Linked DNA regions of Gossypium hirsutum: region 1 is linked to region 2. Evidence: chromatin contacts called from public Hi-C data. All regions are on one chromosome and are shown on one strand. The core of a region is the stretch at or near the end of the contact, and the rest is flanking DNA. Distances in the headings are between cores, read along the strand shown. Region 1 holds the start of LOC121204613. Region 2 holds the start of LOC121203161.

Region 1 (5,774 bases), core at 3,143-5,642, 210 kb before region 2:
TCTATAATTCAATTTTTACCCTATATGCAATTTAGTCTTTATACCTAATTACTTCTAATTTAAGAAAATTCACTTAATCGAAACCTAATTAACTACACAACTAGCTTCGTAAATATTTATTAAAAATATTTACGACTCTGATTTACACGAACAAAGTCTCAGGAATGCACTTTCCGACACTCCTAACTATTGGGTCGTTACATACCTATCTAATTTAGTATTTAAAATATTAAAATTTATTTAACTAAAAAAATCTAAACATCATTATATACATGTTGTAGTTCACAACTAATTTCAATCTCATCCACACTTAAAACACTATCTTGGTTAAATTGCACTTCTAATCATTCTTCCTTTTCCCATCAATCTCATCTAATCATTGTTATTTTTAATTTTCATACTTTTACCCTAATATTTTTCACACTATTAAAATTTAGTCAATATCTCAAATTAATTTCTCTCAATTCAAAAGCCATTTTAATTTCCTATAGTATCCAAATACCTTCTCATTAACATTAATAATTTCCATTTTATCTACTTCAAAATTTTTAATACATGCTAGTTTCAAAATGATAGTGTTCTTATTTCAAAAGGTGTTAAGAATATTACATAGCTTGTTTGTTTATCCTAATAGAATTTGACAATTATCATGTACATGAATGGTTTGACCGTGTCTATCTTTATATCTAATGTTGTTTTATGCCATATTAATGAAATATTGGTTTATATAATTAATTAACTTTCATATATGTTTACATTTTAATTGTCAATTATGGTATAAGGTGGGGAGTTTTAGAGCTTAACAAGTGTAGAGTAAGTGTCCATGGTGTTGGGATGGGGTAGGACAAATGTAAAGCTATTGGGTTGGGTGTGTGTGTAGACGTCCATCTTAATAAGTCAAAGATGGACCCAACAAGATGTGTAGAGGTTCGCATTCAATGTTGCAAATTTATCAAACTCCCAATGCATGCTTTGCGAGGGAATCTTTAGTTGGTACGTTAGACTAAATATTTTGACAACCAAATTTAGGCATCGATGTACCTGTCTTTATGGAAGCATCTATTACTCTCAGAAAATAGCAAAACCAAAGCAATGATTCTAATTTCACACCAGAATCTGTTTAATTACCTACTTTAAACTTCATTAAATTTCTCAATGAACATCATTTTCTTTGAAATCCCACTATTCCTTTACGAATTGCCCTTCAAATCTCGATAAAAGAAATATTCATATTGGTATGGGGGGACAAACAAAAACCAAAGCGACCATGAGCCTCAATTGCTTGATTTGCCAACACAGATCAAATTCAAACAATTATAGGGAATATTGTGCTAAAGAAAAGAATTGTAAAGAAAGGGTTGGTACAAGTTGTTCAGGCATTAGCCCCACATATTACAATGAAATTAAAAGTGATCATGAGCCAACATCATTGGTGATCGCTAAAAATAAGATAAACAAGGGTCATCGCCGCCTAAAGACAATCGATTCCCCTTACGGAGCTACGGCATTTGAATCTGACAATGATGAACCTAAGCTGGTGAGAAGTAGTGGGGTGAGGAGGAATTGGAGCTTTAAGGACATGTGAGGATAACTTGATATTATCATCCAACTTTATTTAAGAATGTGGGCTCATTTTATTTCAAGTTTTAGATGCAAAGGGTATTTAATATATATTCATCACTTAATATTTTTAGTTGAATATAATGTTATTGTCTAGCAAGAACCCTAATCCCATTCTCGAATAAAATTTAAGGTTGGAATTTTAGCATTTTATTTTTATTTCAAACCAGATAATGAAAGCTCGGCTCAGGCACAACATTGTTCCTATACCAATTCATTATCTTTAAAGATATTCCACTGGGATTTTTATAGAGCCTTGAAATGGGTTAGAGAAATTCCTCAACTATGCAAAAGGTGCTTCAATAGGTATTGAATTTTCTAAAATTTTTAAGCTTTAAATCCTATCTTTAAAATTAATCTAAAAACCTCTAAAATGTCATATAATTCAATATTGCGAGATACTCCTACAACATTATTTTTCCCCTTCTATTTTCTCTGCAAATAGAGCGTACATCTCATTTTTATATAACCAAAAAAACACGTTACTTATTCATAAGTCAATAATGAAACCACACTATCATAAAATCATATTTTGTTATCACTATGAAAATGTTAAAGAAAACAAAAAGGTAAATTACACTGGTAGTCACCTAATTATTAATATTTTTTTTTGGTCACTCAATTATGAAAGCTACAAAAATGGTCATCTAACTATTCGACTTTATTTTTTGGGTCACCAACCGTTAAATTATTAACAGAAAGATAATTAGACATCTTTAAAATTGGCATGATAGTAACTTTAACCCATAACATTTATATATTATGTCAATTTAGTCTTGATTCTAAAAAAAAATTAACCCTAAATACTTACACATTGTGTAATTTAATCCTTTTTTTTAAGATTTACTTTTATTTGTGACATTGAAGGTTAGTTTTAAAAGAATGAGAAAATAAAAAAATTATTATCTTGGAGTTTTTTTGTGTTTTCATTTTTGGTATATTCTCAATCAAATTTTGTTGATAGATTTGTTATTTTTTTAGCTTTTTAGATGAAAGGGTCGTAAAGAAAAACAAAATTGAAAAAATTATATAATGTGTAATCGCTGAGGGTTAATTTGTTTAGAATCAATACTAAATTGATACAATGTATTAATGTTGAGGGCTAAAGTTGTTATTATGCCAATTTTAAAAATTGTCACATCGTTTCCCTATCATCCATTTAATGGCTAGTAACAAAAAAAAAGTGAATAATTAGGTGAATATTTTGTAACTTTTGATTATTGGATGATAAAAAATAAAATCACTAATGGTTGGACGAATACAAGTGCAATTTACCCAACACAAAATTCACCATGAAGTAACGTTTATTCACTCATCACATATCCTTTTTTGTCCTCAAACAAACAAAAAACCAAAGGATCCAAAACTTGTTGTGCCTGAAAGATATAAAAGAATGGTGGAGAAAGGTAGGTCTTCACATGCAATTCTAGAGATCAAAATAGAGGAACAAAGCTTTTTCTTTTCCTGTCAAAAAATGTGGATGCATTTCTGGCAAAGAAAAATTAATTTTTTTTCTGAATGATATGAAAAAAAAATTATTTATTGGAATAATATGAATGGTGGATGAGAACTTCAAATTGGCATAACAATTGATGATTTGAAATAGCTACGAGGCAATAATTGTGATAGAAATAAACATGGAATCCTCATAATTTCAAATTGATAGCCGACATATTGATTTAGGCTCCCAATGACTAGTCATGTCGAAATTTTAGAATTTTTAAATATTTTTATTTTAAAAAATTTAAATAGTTTATTTTTTATAATTTTTATTTTTTAAAATAATTTTTTTTTGAAAATATAATCGGCTAGACTTAAATAAATAAAGAAGTCAAATACAAAAGTTCAGGCCTATGACACTCTAGACTTCCTATCCCATAATTGGCCTATTTCTTTAGCCATTAGTTTCAAAAATAATTAAAATAATTCTAATAAAACCTGCCTATTAATTGAAAAACAAATAAAAAGGAAGCTTGTTGAAATTAAACTAGCCGATTTCCTTCTTGTCCTTCCACATCACTGTCTTCTCTATGCTTGTCCATAGTTTATCCATATACCATTTTCAGCTATCTGTTTTATTTCATTAACCCCAAACAAATCTCAATCTGGGTTGTTCCTCTATTTTCTCTCCGGTTGGGAATGGTGTTGAGTCAGATCCGGCCTTCTCTGGTACGTTTCCTCATTCTTTCTCAAAGACTCCTTTGCCAGGTTGTGAGCATAGGCATTCTCTGTTCTTTTAATAAACTGGAATTTTATTTCTTGAAACCTGTTCATACTGCTATAAATGTCTCTGATTATTGTACCGATGATTGATTTATCCGAGTTCTTTGACTGGCATTTTTTGATAACTGTTTGAGAATATCCCATAACCGTTACTGAGGGAAGTTTTAGCGAGATCCCTAATTGAACAGCCTGTAAGCCTGCATACGCCTCTGCAACAAACGGAGATGAAACCTTCCAGTTGATCATTGACTTAAATGCAAGGAGTTCCCCCGTCTGACGCCAAACCACTAATCCCGATGCTGATCTGTGGTTTCTGTTATCGAGTGCAGTGTCAAACTGAATCGTTGCCCTGGTGTTTACATCTATAGTGTTGCTTCTATACCCCGTTGGAGAGGTGAGTTTCTTTTCTTCTAATCCTTCAATCTCAGCCATATATCTTCGAATATTCTGTAAAATCTCATCTTCTGACTCTAACTTCCTTTCGTGTACAAGCTTATTTCGTGAACTCCATATAATCCACAAGCCACAGCAGAGCAAGCGACACTGTTGAATAGCAGTATTTTGAAAGATCCAGGTGATCCATTCCCAGATATTTTGAACTATTCTGTCTACCCATGAGACCTCTAACTTCCTCCAAATCACTACTGTAACAGGGCAATTCAAAAAGACATGCCCACTGTCTTCTTCTCCATTCCCGCAACGAGGGAATAAAGCACTATTGATCACTCGCTTATGTTTTAGATTTACAAAATTCGGGATATAGTTCCATGTAATTCTCTAAATTGCAATCAGTATTTTTTAGGGTAGTCTTAGATTCCAAAGTTTTTTGTACAAATTCTTTGAGTCGGCCTGTAAATAATAATAACTGGGATCCATGCTAGCTTCTTGTAATAGTTTGTAGGCGCTTCTGACAGTGAATTCTCCGGTCGATTCTCCCTTCCACATTTGAATGTCGTTATGAGGAATTTTCGCAAGAGGAATTTGCATGATTTGCATGATAATATCTGTCTTCCACATTCTGGTATTTGGATCAATTAATTCTGAAACTAACTTGTACTCTTCACTTCTGTTTCTACTATTCCACTCTTCAGGTTCCTTGCCTGGTAGCCAACGTTCCTCCCAGATCGAGATCCCGTCACCCTTTCCAACCCTCCAACACAGTCCATTATTTAACAATCCCTTAGCAGCCTACACACTCGTCCAGGTAAGAAAAGGTATATTCCCTAACTGAGTGCTGTTGAAGTCTGTATTTGGATAGTATTTAGCCTTGAACACTCTAACCACTAATGAATTCAGGTAATTAATAAGGCGCCACCCCCATTTGGCTAATAATGCGATATTGAACTGACTCGTGTTTCGAAAACCAAGACCCCCATTTTCTTTTAAAATGCAAAGATTTTTCCATGCACACTAATGTATTCCTCGTTTTCCATGCCCCTTTTGCCACCAAAATTGAGCTATAATGCTTTCCATTTCTGAACATAAAGACTTAGGTAATAAGAAACACGACATAAAGTAAGTTGGTATATTGAAGGACTGATTTAATAAACACTTCTTTCCCGCCCTGAGACAAAAACCTGGTGCTCCAATTGTCAATACGTTTCTTAAATCTATCTTTTAGGCCCTGAAAAGATTATTTTTTCCTTCTTCCAACTGTGTTGGGTAACCCCAAATACCTCTCCGGATTTTCTGAACTACGCACCCCCAAAATGTTTACCACCTCTCGTTTATCTTCATCATTTGTATTACTGCTAGAAAAGACAGTGGACTTATTAAAGTTAACACATTGGCCCGAGCATCTCCTATATTCCCCCAAAATTTCCTTTAAAAAATTAGCTTCTCTACTTGTTGCTTGACCAAATAAGATACAATCATCAGCAAACAGTAAATGTGATACCTGTGGTCCGTTCCTACTAGCTTTAGCGCCTTTC
Region 2 (5,535 bases), core at 2,784-5,283:
GTGTATCACAATACGAAGAATCTGGTTCTCGACTAAAGACGCGTTAACGTTTCCATCATCATTCACACCTTCGTCATCAATATCATCTAGGACCTCGTCTATGTCGGGATCACTCTCACTATCGACTTCGTGATCAGAAGGATCACTACTATGGTATACATCATCACCAACCACATTAGTCTCGGGTGCAGGATTAAGATCAATGTCGATCCCGTGTATAGTTGATTGACTATCAACGTACGATATCGGAACCACCATACACGGCTCTTGAGCTCCATCTTCTTCACCTAATGGAGTGGGATCTTTAGTTGCCTCCATACCAGCTAACTCAACAAATAACTGAATCGGTGCATTTTGGTTGTTTTGAGTCCCACAATAAAGAGCAGCCATTGTCTCCATGTCTTTATCATCTACGAGTTCCATTTCGGTGAATTTTATGGGATCTGTCGAAACTGGAAACTTGTAGAAAAGTTTCGAGATCCTTCTCCCACAACGTCTATAAATTTTTTCACTAATTTTTTCCTTCATATCATCAAACGAGATATTTCTATTAAATCTCATTGCTACTTGTTTGCGACATTCAAATATACATCCCACAGTTGTTGTCAAAATTTCTCCATCGAAAAAAACACATACGAAAAACTGATTCTCCATCTTCAATACTAGATCTGTTAAAAAATTTTCAAAATTCTCAAAACAGTTTTGAATAGCAAAAAAATTACATAAAATTTTTAATGCAAAAAATTTCATTCATAAGCTAACAAAATTAATAACCTAACAAAATAGCTTTCAAATAATAAAATTACTAACAAAACTTTACATTCTATTTAAAAAGAAATAAACTAAAATACCTTATCGTCCTCCCTGTTTTCATTTCTTTTTTTCTTCTCCCTATCTTCTTATTTCCGTTCAACTAAATTTTGTGTCTATTGCTCTGCAAAATTTTGTGTATGTACTTATTTGATTTTCAAGGGTATATATAGGGAAAAAGTAAGCAACAGGTGTGGGCCCTACCATTTGCGCCTCTAAGATAGGCACAACCATTTGCGCTTCAGAGAAAGGTTCGACTAGTCGCACCTCTGAGATAGGCGCAACCTATATTCGTATCTATACGCGGGTCATACTGATCTGAAAATAAAAAAATAATATTTTATTTAAAAACAAAAAAAATATTTTAATATAAAAAAAAAGAGTCGCGCCTGTCAGATAGGCGCAAATGAAAAAAAATCCATTTTGGTAAATAATCGGGCTGACAACTTATTTTGGTAAATACTTTTTTTTAATTTATTTCAGTAAAAAAGCCTCACAACTCTATACGCAGCTTCCACTACCATCCCATACATGTAATAACGCAAAAAATCAGGGTCAAAATCCCATTGCAGCATTTCCCCTCCAACATAGGATGCACATAGGTTTGAAACAAAAGTTCCACCCAAATGCATATGCACCACACATTTATCCCAAGACATTATAGCAAACTGCACATGCATAATATAAACTGTAATATACATACAAATTTTTAACAGTGCTACACATAACATACATACATACATACATACATACATACATACATACATACATACATACATACATACGCATAACAATAATATACCACATAGTATACATACATTAAACATGACATAATTTACAAACATAACAGTAATATAACACATAACAAACATACATAATATACATAACACTACATAACATAACATACATACAAATATACAAACATAACAGTAAACATAACATACATACATAACATTACATAACATAATATAACATACATACAAATATACAAATATAACATACATGCTTAACAGTACATTACATACATAATATAATAACAATTTAAAAACATAACATACATACATACATACATAAACAGTAAAGAAACATACATAATAAACTTACCTTTTACACTCAATCTCTTAAACGCTCAAAGAAAATCCCCGTCACTCACGAATACCAACAAAAAAATAAAAGTAAGATATAATACGAATTAAAAATTGGAAGTCAGATATAATACGTACAAAAAAAATCAAATTGTGAGAATGAGTCCAAACAAAAGGGTTTATTTAAAAAAAACATAAAAAAAACCCATCGAAGATGAAAAAGCTTTGTATGCTAAAAATATAAAAATCTTAATTCGATGATGAAAATAACCCATAAAAATAGAGTGAAATTCCTGTAATCAATGGTCGAAATATGGCAATCTTGATTTGACTACTATAACAAATAGTTGGGTAATCGAAAGGGATGACTAGTTGATGATGAAACAAGGGTTTTTTCCAGACAGATGAGTGGGTAATCGAAAGGGTATTTGAGATTGTGAAAGGTTTCAAACAAATTGAGGGTTTTCTTTCAAACAAATTGAGGGTTTTCTTTCAAACAAATTGAATAAACGGTTTCTCAGATGAAGAATCAATATCAAATATGAGATTGTTTATAACTATTATTTAACTTTTGATCTTAAAAAAAAAAAACCTAATAGTTTTCTTTTAGATGAAGAATCGAAAAATTTTTCCCCAAACAATTCAAAGCCCGATGCTAAACTTTTAATTCTTTCTTATTTTTTTAAATTTTAATTAATGTTTTCTTTAAATTTTTTTTCAAAAGGATCGGGTCAACAGATGAAAAAAAAAAGGTGTTAAATAGGGTTTCCAAATTGCGACATGTGACGGTGCACGATTGGCTAGCGCTTCCACATCAGCAAAATTTAAACGATGTTAGGCTCAGGTATCAAACTAATGGATGGAAAAAAAAGTTTGGAAATCAATCTTGAGCAAAAAAAAAACCATAGGTACCAATCTGGGAGAAGTAGACAAGTTCAGGTACTAACTTTATATTTTCCCAAAAAAGTTTGACATATCTTTTGGTTTACATTGTCGTACTTAAAATAAATATTTTATTTTCTCAAAAATATTTTTTGATATTACTAATAAACATTATTAAAATTTTTAAAAGCATTTTTTGAAAAACACTTTTTAGAAAAAGCCAACCTCAGCGGTAATCTGACCTTTTAATTCAAGGTCAATAATAATTGGTAGATAAATGTTTTAATATTGTTGCAATAATGTTGGATTAGAATTTGGCTGTTGATAATGTGTTTGTTGTTTTGATGAATTTTCTTTTTTGGAAAGAGTGTTAGTTGATGCCTTTTATTTGTGATAATAATCATAGAGTTTTGTTTCTCGTTAGATGCATGAGAAGCCTACCATGATTACTTTATGTTCTTTTTTGTTCTTAATCCATTCAATTCATGCATAAATTCCTAAAGGTTTAGGATCAGCTGCAAATTTATCTAAAACATTAGTGTAAATGCATTTAAAATTTATCATTTTAAATTTTAAATTTAATGTCAAAACATTAATTTTTATTTTTATTTATTTTTTTATATTTAAAATATATTTTTAATTTCAAATAAAATATTAATTAAAACTAAATTAAAATTTAATCAAATACAATCAAATCAAAGTTTATAAATCACGTACAAAATTACCTTAACTAATTGGGATGAGACTAGATTACCATAATTTTTTAAATTTTATAATAGTTTCTTTTTTTCATTAAAATAATCTTTCAAAAAATTTTTAAAATTTTAGAGAAAGCTTCTAACAATCAAAATCTTGCATGAGGCTTTGATTTCAAACTTTTGAACTCATAAAGTTGTGTTCAATTGTTTGAACGTGACACATGTGTATTTATATGCCATCTCAGATCCGACAGGTTGGATTTGACATCAAATCCGAGTTAGTAGCTAACACCAAAGCTGATTGAAGGATAGGACTTAATTAATATGATACTAATAATTATAGGATTCAATTAAAATGTTATTGAACTTTGGGGACAATTGTAAAATTTAGGTATTATTTAGGGACTAATGGTGGAATTAGCCCTTAAGCAATTCTTAATTATCTTTTACATTGCGCCTAAGATTGACAGACGACAAATATGGGTCGGATCTTCAGCCCTGACCTCTGATGGGCTTAAATTGTAACCCGAAGACTTATTCCCGCTTTTCCTTGGCAATCCATTCACTAAAGCTGCGTCGTTTGGGTTTTGTCTTGCAAAATTCTCCACTCCTGGAGTAGTAAAGCTTTACCACTTCCCTCACGGATTTCCATTTCTCACAGTAAATAAAAAAAATGAGCTCCGACGACCCGAACCAACCCGGTCTCGTGATAACTGTGACCGAATCCATTCGCTTGTTTCTTCTTGCAGCCTCCAATGACCGTCGTCTCTCTGAAGAACTCCGAGAACTCGCTCTCACTCTTTCCTCAGCAGCCAATGCACCGTACAAGCAGATCCGAAGCATATGGATGGAATCAGCTTTTGACACCAGGCCCGAATTGATTTCTCTCTTCTCCGGATCTAATTTCGTTTTCACCAGTCCAAAACCCAGAGAGAAGGTAAATTGAAATCGATTTAGATTCTAGCGTTCTAGGTCTATCATGGTTGCATTTTTAAATTAACTTGTGCTTTTAAAAAAAATTTGAATTTGTAGAGCGAAGAATTAAAGGAGAGATTAAGGAAGCTTAAAGAACTAGCAGAGAGGAAAGAGTATCAAGAGCTTGTTAAAGATATCACGCCGAAGAAGGATCTCAATGAACCTTTCTCTACTTATAAGGATCAAATTGGCTTTGGTTAGTATTTTCTTTGAATATAATTTTCATATGGTTCCTTGCAAAATTTCAAACTTAAATTAAAGGAACAATCTAACTGTTGCAGAACTTACTTCAAATTTATATATTGCTGTTGCAAGATTCTTCTTCGTAGTTAATTACGTGATGTATGCATGAACAGGTTTACATGTTGCTCTGACAATGTTTACTGGGTATTTGGTTGGTTATTTTGCATTCAGGGCGTTGTTTAACCACAGTCCTATCATGGTACTTTCAGATTACCAACCTCAAATTTTTAAGTAGTAATGTCATGGCCTCATGGGTGCCTTAGTTTATAGATTATTTAGCATGGACTGAATATGCTGATACTGTTCATTATATTTGCAGAATTCTGCTGGAGGTATTCTTGGATTGGTTTTTGGCATGGTTCTTGAAACTTTTTTGTTCATTATTAGGACTTCAGAGCCTAACCTTAAATCGCTGTCCTCAACTTCGAGATTGAAGAAAAATCAATAGAGTAGCTAAGAAGAGGTTGGTTGTGTTTTCTTTTCTTGCTACCTATTTTCCATTATAAATCTACGAGTATGTGAGTTTAAGACTGTAAATACTAAATACTATCATATTGTAATCATAGGGCATTTTATTTTGATGTTCTTTTCCGTGAACAATATTACAAGGTAAAGGTTGTGTAGGATTATTTTTCTAACTTTGTTGAGAGTAGATAAATAAGAGAACAATTATATCCATCCTTAATCATGGTGAAAGTTACAAATTTTGAATTGGCTTCTTCCCGTCTATGACATATGTGTTAACCTTGAATTAATAATTCATTCTCTTTAAGAGACATAATATTATTTGGATCTAAAATTGCTATAAATATACTAGTGCTGCATGTATACAGAATTGAAAA

What was found. Hi-C and Micro-C count contacts between places; a contact is called where the count stands out from the background.
Region 1: a Hi-C map of leaf shows a contact between it and region 2, with 4 times the contacts expected there. The contact joins the promoter of LOC121204613 here to the promoter of LOC121203161 in region 2. A contact is called at or near these places in 6 of 34 Hi-C or Micro-C datasets (anther and leaf).

What each region holds. Positions count from the first base shown.
Region 1 is chrA08:112,248,139-112,253,912 of Gossypium_hirsutum_v2.1, reverse strand. LOC121204613 reads right to left here and starts at 4,392. Exons shown (of 2, transcript XM_041074802.1): 1 at 4,315-4,392; 2 at 3,739-4,276. The coding sequence starts at 4,275. The coding sequence ends at 3,739. LOC107918480 (a long non-coding RNA gene) reads left to right here and starts at 4,050. Exons shown (of 2, transcript XR_001690116.2): 1 at 4,050-4,237; 2 at 4,336-4,844. LOC107919117 reads left to right here and starts at 1,268. Exons shown (of 1, transcript XM_016848646.1): 1 at 1,268-1,585. The coding sequence starts at 1,268. The coding sequence ends at 1,585.
Region 2 is chrA08:112,040,268-112,045,802 of Gossypium_hirsutum_v2.1, reverse strand. LOC121203161 reads left to right here and starts at 4,033. Exons shown (of 6, transcript XR_005899765.1): 1 at 4,033-4,412; 2 at 4,508-4,646; 3 at 4,807-4,892; 4 at 5,013-5,156.